Linked DNA regions of Mus musculus: region 2 is linked to region 1. Evidence: chromatin contacts called from public Micro-C data. All regions are on one chromosome and are shown on one strand. The core of a region is the stretch at or near the end of the contact, and the rest is flanking DNA. Distances in the headings are between cores, read along the strand shown.

The links. A called contact is a pair of places that touch in the nucleus more often than the background predicts.
Region 2: a contact with region 1 is called in a Micro-C map of macrophages, with 7 times the contacts expected there. The contact joins two enhancer-like sites. A contact is called at or near these places in 3 of 484 Hi-C or Micro-C datasets (bone marrow-derived macrophages, macrophages and nephron progenitors).

Annotation. Positions count from the first base shown.
Region 1 is chr11:110,536,650-110,540,627 of GRCm38.p6, reverse strand. All of the region lies in intron 2 of Gm11682 (predicted gene 11682), which reads right to left. Among named protein-coding and RNA genes, the nearest start is that of Gm11682, 4.9 kb to the right of the region's middle. Within about 2 kb of position 2,572, at least 40 of the 459 cell types and tissues checked have an H3K27ac peak or open chromatin away from gene starts, as enhancers often do. A contact at or near this core is called in bone marrow-derived macrophages and macrophages, where this site is marked.
Region 2 is chr11:110,696,158-110,699,987 of GRCm38.p6, reverse strand. No RefSeq gene overlaps it. Among named protein-coding and RNA genes, the nearest start is that of Gm46300, 150 kb to the right of the region's middle. Within about 2 kb of position 1,682, at least 36 of the 459 cell types and tissues checked have an H3K27ac peak or open chromatin away from gene starts, as enhancers often do. A contact at or near this core is called in bone marrow-derived macrophages and macrophages, where this site is marked.

The DNA.
Region 1 (3,978 bases), core at 1,323-3,822:
CACAAACTCCAGTAACTCCAACTCCAGGGGATCTGGCGCCCTCTTCTGGTCTCCTCTGCACACACAGCCCACACTTAAACACATAAATCAATAATAAAAATAAGTCTCAAAAGCTGAAATAGCAAGCAGGCTGGGGAGATGGTTTGATGAGTAAAAGCGTGTGCCATGTAAGTGGGAGGACCTGAATTTGGATCCCCCAATTTCACATCCAAAAGCCAAGCACCGCCACAGGAGTGGGGCTAGGGGTAGGTGGATCCCAAGAGCTCAGCATCCAGTCAGCTTTTGCCTCCTTTAACAAAGAGAAGACATTCACATCACACTACATTGGGGAAGACTGGGTGAAGCAAGCTCTTTGCGTCTATTGTGCAGACACAAAGACCTCAGGAACACACGTTGATTCTAGACTCCCATTTAATGTCTTCACTGAGGACGAGTCTGGTCTCTCTGACAATCTCTTCTTCCTGTGGACAAGGACTCCTGGGGTCAGGTAGAGGGGATGGGAGGAGGTGTCGACTTGAAGAGGCTTATCCATGCATAAAGTACCGCCTGTGGTAGGTTTTCCGGTAGAGGCTAGTTTAGGATTGGAACACTCAAATAGTTCCTGCTTCCTCCCAGTTGGCAGAAAGCGCATCTCTTTCCTCCCCACATCCTCTATTGAGTTTGGTAGGAATGTAGGAAACGCCATTTGATTGTGTCCACTGCCATCCTTATCAAACTGCAGAGTTGTCTTTTAAGACTCACCAGCAGATTCAAATGATATTAGAAGTTTTCAGAAGTGTGTATGCTGAGGAAAGGGAGGCAAATAGTAGGCTATATACTCAATGTGGTTGAAAGCACAGCAGCTGGCGGAAATCCACAGGTTCAAATCACAGATGTTTCGATTAATTTGTATTAACCAAGTTACCAGCCTTTTTGAACTTCGATGTTCCTATCTATAAAAGGGGATAGAAATTTAAAATAAAAACGAAAGAAAGAAAATGAAGCCCAAGAAGATGGAAGACCAAAATGTGGATAAACAAAATACTCACAGGAGGAAATATGGAGACAAAGTGTGGAGCAGAGACTGAAGGAAAGGCCATCCAGAGACCGCCTCACCTGGGGATCCATCCCATATACAGTCACTAAACCAGACACTCTTGTGGATGCCAACAAGTACTTACTGACAGGAGCCTGATATAGCTGTCTCCTGAGAGGCTCTGCTAGAGCCTGACAAATATAGAGGTGGATGCTCAAAGCCACACATTGGACTGAGTGTGGGGTCCCCAATGGAGGAGTTAGAGAAGGGACTGAAGGAGCTGAGGGGGTTTGCAGCCCCATGGAGGGAGCAACAGTGTCAACCGGCCAAACCCCCTACAGCTGGAGGGGGGTGGGGACTGGACCACCAAGCAAAGAGTACACATGGAGGGACCCATGGTTCCAGCAGCATATGTGGCAGAGGATGGCCTTGTTGGACATCAGTGGGAGGAGTGGCCCTTGGGCCTGAGGGTGTTCAATGCCCCAATGTAGGAGAATGCCAGGGAGGGAAGACAAAAGTGGATAGGTGGGTGGGTGGGTGGGAGAGCACCCTCATAGAGGCAGTTGGGGGGGGGGGGAGATGGGATAGGGGGGTTCCAAAGAGGAGACCTGGAAAGGAGAAAATATTTGAAATGTAAACAAAGAAACTATCCAATAGAAAGAAAAGAAAAGAAAGGAAAAGAAAAGAAAAGTAAAGAAAAGAAAAGAAAAGAAAAGAAAGAAAAAAGAGGGGAGGGGAGGGGAGGGGAGGGGAGGGGAGGGGAGGGGAGGGAAGGGAAGGGAAGGGAAGGGAAGGGAAGGGAAGGGAAAGAGAGAGAGAAGAGAAGAGAAGAGAAGAGAAGAGAAGAGAAGAGAAGAGAAAGAAAAAACTCATGCTGGATATGAAGATTAAATGAAATCACCCAACTAGTCACTAAGAAATAATGACTGAGACTATCCCATGCCAATCAGTTATTGTAACAGTTTTATGGCTGCCATGTTTGCTGAAGTCTTATCTTAAGGAAGACATTGAGCTAAGTAGGTGGTGAACTAATTACTTCAGTTGACGTAAAAACAGCCTATTGCATCCTTCCCGGCTTCCCTGTGAACAGCTAAGTCACCTAAGAGATAAAGAGACACTCAAGACTGTGCATCCCACAGCCAGAACGTCCGACAGAAGTGTCTAAGTCGTCCAGTACCCTGGACTCTATCAGCACTTTTGTAATACTTCCTCTTTAAAAGTGTCCCGTAGCCATGATTCGTGAGCAACTGCAGCGTCTTACTCAAGTCTGTTTCCTGTTTTTCAAACGTTAAATCTGATTGACTTGACCCTGTTATTATTTTCCAGTAAATATACTGAAATTCTAACGGGAGGAGGAAGAAGAGGGGCTCAAAATTTGATCCACTAGAAAATAGAATGATAAATATCAGGTTTGTGCCCTCCTTGGGTATAGATCCCTAGTGGTCTTTCTTTTAAAATTTTATTTTTATTTTGCGAGCGTGACTGGTTTTCTGCATGCATTGTAGGTGTACCAAGCACACACTCCTGGTTCCAGAGGAAGCCAGAAGAGGATATCAGACCCTCCCAAACTGGAGTTCTAGATATTTGTGAGCCTCCACGTGAATGCTAGGAATAGAGTCTGAAAGGCTAGTTAATGCAAGCAACCACTGGCCATACCTCTAGCCCTCACTATTTCTTCTAAAGACACTTGAAAAGCTCGTGTCTCCTAGACTCAGTTGCCTTAGGATACAAAGCGCGTGCGCGCACACACCCCAACCAGACCCACTGTTTGGCTAGAAATGCCCGCGTTTAAGGATGGCTCACGGGTCTTTCATTTGCCTTCTTAGCCTGACTTTACCTAGGAAATTTCTTGCCCTTGCCGCGACACATAGAGAATCCAGTGTGTTTTGCTGCCCCCTTGTGGTCACTTTAAATCGGACGGAAATTTTCCAATTGAAACACCTCCTAGTCAACACACTCTGTTCAACGTTATCACTGATGGAAAATGTGTATATGCACGACCACACGATCACACTGAGCACTGTAATGCTCAAATAATTTCATAAGACTAAACTCTTAACTGCATTTGAAAGAGGCTTTCTGATGGAAACTCCCAAACTAAAATGACGCTTCATTTCTCCAAAATGTAGTATCATATATGCCAGTAACCTCAAAGAATAACGAGTTTGTCACGTTGTCCACATAAATATGGCCTTATTTGGAAAACGGAGAATTTTAAATATTTCGTTGTGTTCCCTGCTATTTAAGAGGATTCAGATGGCATAGACGTGCTGAATAAACAGTTAAGATAGTCTGCCTTTAGAAAGGAAGAGGCCGACTATGAGAATCTAGGCGTCAGTTTAAAAGAGCTCATTTCTCAGCACTGAGGAAATGTTAGCGTTTGCGACTGTAACTGAGAAATTGATCGGGGGAGGGGAAGAAGAGCCAAAAAAGAATAAAACTACTACTAATTATGTGAATTGATCAAAATACACATGGAAATTTCCACGAAATTTCTATTTTTTTTAACTAGGAAGTTTAAAATAAAGTCAATGAATTTAAATGGTTTCCCAGCCTCCGTTGTGCAAGCAATTAAGGCTTATTCACATCCAAACCACTCCTAAACCGTACACAACATTAATACAAAAGTTTCCCAAAACTATGACAAACATAAACATTTTAAGAGATAAATATGAAACAATAATAAATATTTGAAAATACATCCTGGTTTTCCAGGGTTCTTTTTTTTTTTAATCCTCTTTTATCACATTTTACTCTTTGCAGCCCTGGAGAATTGGGTAGCTAAGTGATTATGAGCTCCGGCTGCTTTTGCAGAGGACTCAGAGCCTAGCTGGTGGTTTATAAACAACTCTATTTCCAGCCCAGGGGGATCTGAAGCCCTCTTCTGGCCTCTTTGGGAACTTCATGCACATGGTGCACAAATACACATGCAAACCAAAATATCCACACACATAGAATAAAAA
Region 2 (3,830 bases), core at 433-2,932, 160 kb before region 1:
ACTTCTGCCTACCATGGACAGGGCTTTCTAACATCAACAAGGAATCAAGAAAATGCACAAGATTCCCAAAGATATGCCCACAAGCCAAGCCAATCTGATAGAGGCAATCTTCAACTGAGGTACCATCTTCTCAACAACCAAGATTAGCCATAGATTAGCCATTATCTTTCTTAATCTTCTCTCTCCCCTCTCCCCTCTCCCCTCTCCCCTCTTCCCTCTCCCCTCTCCCCTCTCCCCTCTCTCCTCTTCCCTCTCTCCTCTCTCTCTTTCTCTCTCTCTCTCTCTCTCTCTCTCTCTCACACACACACACACACACACACACACACACTATGCCCCTTCTATCAGTTTTTATTTTCAAATCACTACCATGTCCTCAAACTCTCCCTTGGCATGGAAAATGAACAAAAATGTCAAAAGACATCCCTGAATGCTTACGTTTAAAAAGTTTTAATGCAACTTTCCATAAGTTTTGTCAGGGTTAATTGCTCCGATATCAACATCTCCTTACTAAACCCCTCCCTGCCAAAACAAAGGGAAAAGACTATAAAAAAGTAAGACTATCAATCCTATGAAAAATATATGTAATCCTAGAAAGTTGCCTTTTTTTTAATTTATCTAATCTAAATTCTTGAAAGTAGATCTTGAGGTTATTGAGAAGTTTATATTTTGAGGTGGGACCCTAGCTAGTACATTTCATTCTTTATGAGTAAACTTTGTATAGGAAAAACTCTACTTAAAGATCTCACCTTTAATCCTTTGTCTTGATTTGAGATCCAGTTACCTCCAGCTTCTCTCCACTGACTTCTTTTGAATTGTCTAGCTTCTACAAAATTTAAACTGCCCAAGCTATCTTAATTCCTGGGCTAGCACTTGCCATTTGTAATGACCCATCACCCTACATTTTCCTTAAGCTTACCTCTCTCTCTGCACCCGCATGAATAAGGTTTGAATTAAGATGATTAAGCCACTACTTTTGCTCCTTGCAGGGCTATTCCAAGATGCTTTGTGCATTACAGCCCAGGATGCTATGATATCCGAGATGTTTTTTCCTCTTCCAATCTTGGCCAAGTACTTTAAAATGAACAGAGAACTTTGTAAGGAAAGGAAGAAAGAAAGAAAGAAAGAAAGAAAGAAAGAAAGAAAGAAAGAAAGAAAGAAAGAAAGAAAGAAAGAAAGAACAACAACTATGGTTCCAAGAGTGGGTGAACATTCCAGAGAGGTTCTTGTTCCCCCCCCCCAAACAGGTCTGCCCATCCCTACAAATAGCATTCTTGTATGAATAGTCCCGAGGTGAGTCACAAAACAACAAAGAAAACACAGTTTCTCAACGTGACAAAGGAAGGTTCTTTTTTTTTAATTTGAATTTGCATGCAGTTTATATTTTTAAACAGGAACTAGAAGAAAGGGGTTCCACTTTCAGTGAGCATATCCAGTCATGAGTTGCACTCTTTGCCCAGTTCCCTCAGTGGTGAAAATTTGGAATGGGTGACTATGACTCAATTTTGCTTCCTTTCATCTCACGGATTCTTCCATCCATTGTTTCCAGCATGCCAATGCACAAATTGTGTGCCAGCGTTGCTTCCAAACTTTAGTTCTAACCACACCACGCCACACTACTGAACCCTCCCCATCTTGTGATGTCCAAGTTTCCAGCATTTCCAAATTCTTCACAACCCTCTGTCACTCTCCACTCGGATTGTAGCCTCTATTAGCCCCTTGCATGACACCGCCTCAGCTAGCCTTCCCTGTGTCTCCTCTCTTTTGCCTAAAACAATATTTTTTTTATGAAATGCCACATTCCTTTTGCCTTTGATAACCAAGTGTTCTCCATGACTATAAATAGCTTTTCTCAACTTCACCTAGAGTCATTCTTAGAGGAATGGCTTTGCAATTGATTGCTGTATTTCTCACACCATTCACCTTTATCCAAAGTATACCAACATGTGTAGGCTTACCATAATGTCTGAATTAGTCTGAATCACCTTGGTCCCGTCATTGTCAGCTTCATGATAATTATCTTTCTCAGGTAGGGGATGGAGAAAACTCATATTGTATACTTTTTTTTCCATTCTACTGCCAGAAAGAACATGCCCCAAACATATTTGACACTGGTGTCACAGGAGAGAATGGGAAGGTCATCCTGAAGCTGTTAGGATGTGTATGTGGAAGAAGGAAAGTGAAGTGATAAGCAGGGGAAGAAGAAGCTAGCTTGAAAAGAATATGGCAAGAAAATTACTAACTCCCAAATTATCATAATTTCCAGCTAAGTGATCTACCCAAGAGCTGCAAGATGAAGCAGAATATTTCTCAACACTTATACACAGGGGTATAAGGCACAGGGACCCATTAATGCATAGAGATGCTGCAGGATAGAGGAGTATGGCAAGGGCTACCCTAACGGAAAATTTAAAGATGCTTCGCAGATTGTGCTGGGGTGAGTGAGTTTAGATTGATGTAAGTGTCCTTTCGATCTGTATCAATACAGGGTGAAACATCCTATGTAAAATAGAAGATTGAGACCAGCTTTAAAACTAAGACACATAGTGCACAGAAAGATGAGGACATGAGTAATGGGTACTTTTTAGTTAAGGGCTTCATGTCCCTACACTTCCACTCGTTCATTTGCAAAATGGAAGGGCTCCTGTTTACCTTTCCCTTGGTTGAATTGTTTTTAGCTCAGATGACGATGACAGCGAGGCCATGAGGAGCTGATGAAAGCCGGAAGATGAATCGCTGTTGTTGCTATGACTTCCTCTATTTGGAACCAAAAGTTTCCATGAGTTCAGCCTGGAAGTGAACACAGCATCGGGCCCTGTTGTGTAAAGCCTAGAAGGACCATCATCTTGGAAATTATTTTTAAAGCTACTGTGTGGAGATTGGCTAAAAGGCTTGAAACTTCTGAGACAGCTAAAGTTACCACCACTAAAAAAAAAAAATCTCCCTTGTACTATGAAATAATTCATTTCAGTCCTCACAATTCATCAATCTACACATATTCAGATATGGGCTTTTCAAGACAAAGGGGTTAATCAACCTACCCAAAGCCATGATGGTTATTTTACACCCAGACTACCCAATGCCAAAGAGGATAACATTCCCAATAATTCATTAAAACTTCATTATTTATCATATATTATATTATATTATATTATATTATATTATATTATATTATATATTATTGATGATTTTTATCACTTACCATTATTATTTCCCAAACTTGCCTGAAACTTGACAGGTAGCCAAAGCAGCCAAGGGTAACCTTGAAGACTCTTGTGCTTCTACCTCCTGACTTTTGGAATTACAGGTGTGTTGTCACACCACAGTCAACAAAATCAATTGTTATTTTAACAGAATTTTTAGAAACATGATACACATAAGTGAAACTGGTCTTTTGAAGAAATGAAAAGAGCTTACGTACTTCCTCTGTTAACCCCAGAGTGCCCGTGTCCAACATTGGATCTCCAGGAACATGTCCACTGATACCTTGGAATTGCTAGAAGAGAGTTCAGAAATGCTGCCTTTTGCACTTTTGCTTACTTTTCAATGCAACTTTCCTAAGTCTGAAATATGACAGCATCCCTACAGATCAGAAGGGTTGCATGATTTCAGAAACAGAAATGCCATTCACCAGTGGTGCCAGGGTTTGATGCAGTAGGTATTCTAGGTTCACATCAGTCCCAGTTGAATTCTTCCTGTATCACTTATGAAACTTCTAGTCAGCACTTGTCATGAGCAAAGCACAGAGTGAAGGCAAAATTGCTCCAGGTCATTCCCCATGAAATGAATAAAGAAAAAGAAAAATATGTGTGTAGTGTAGTTGAGAGAGAGCC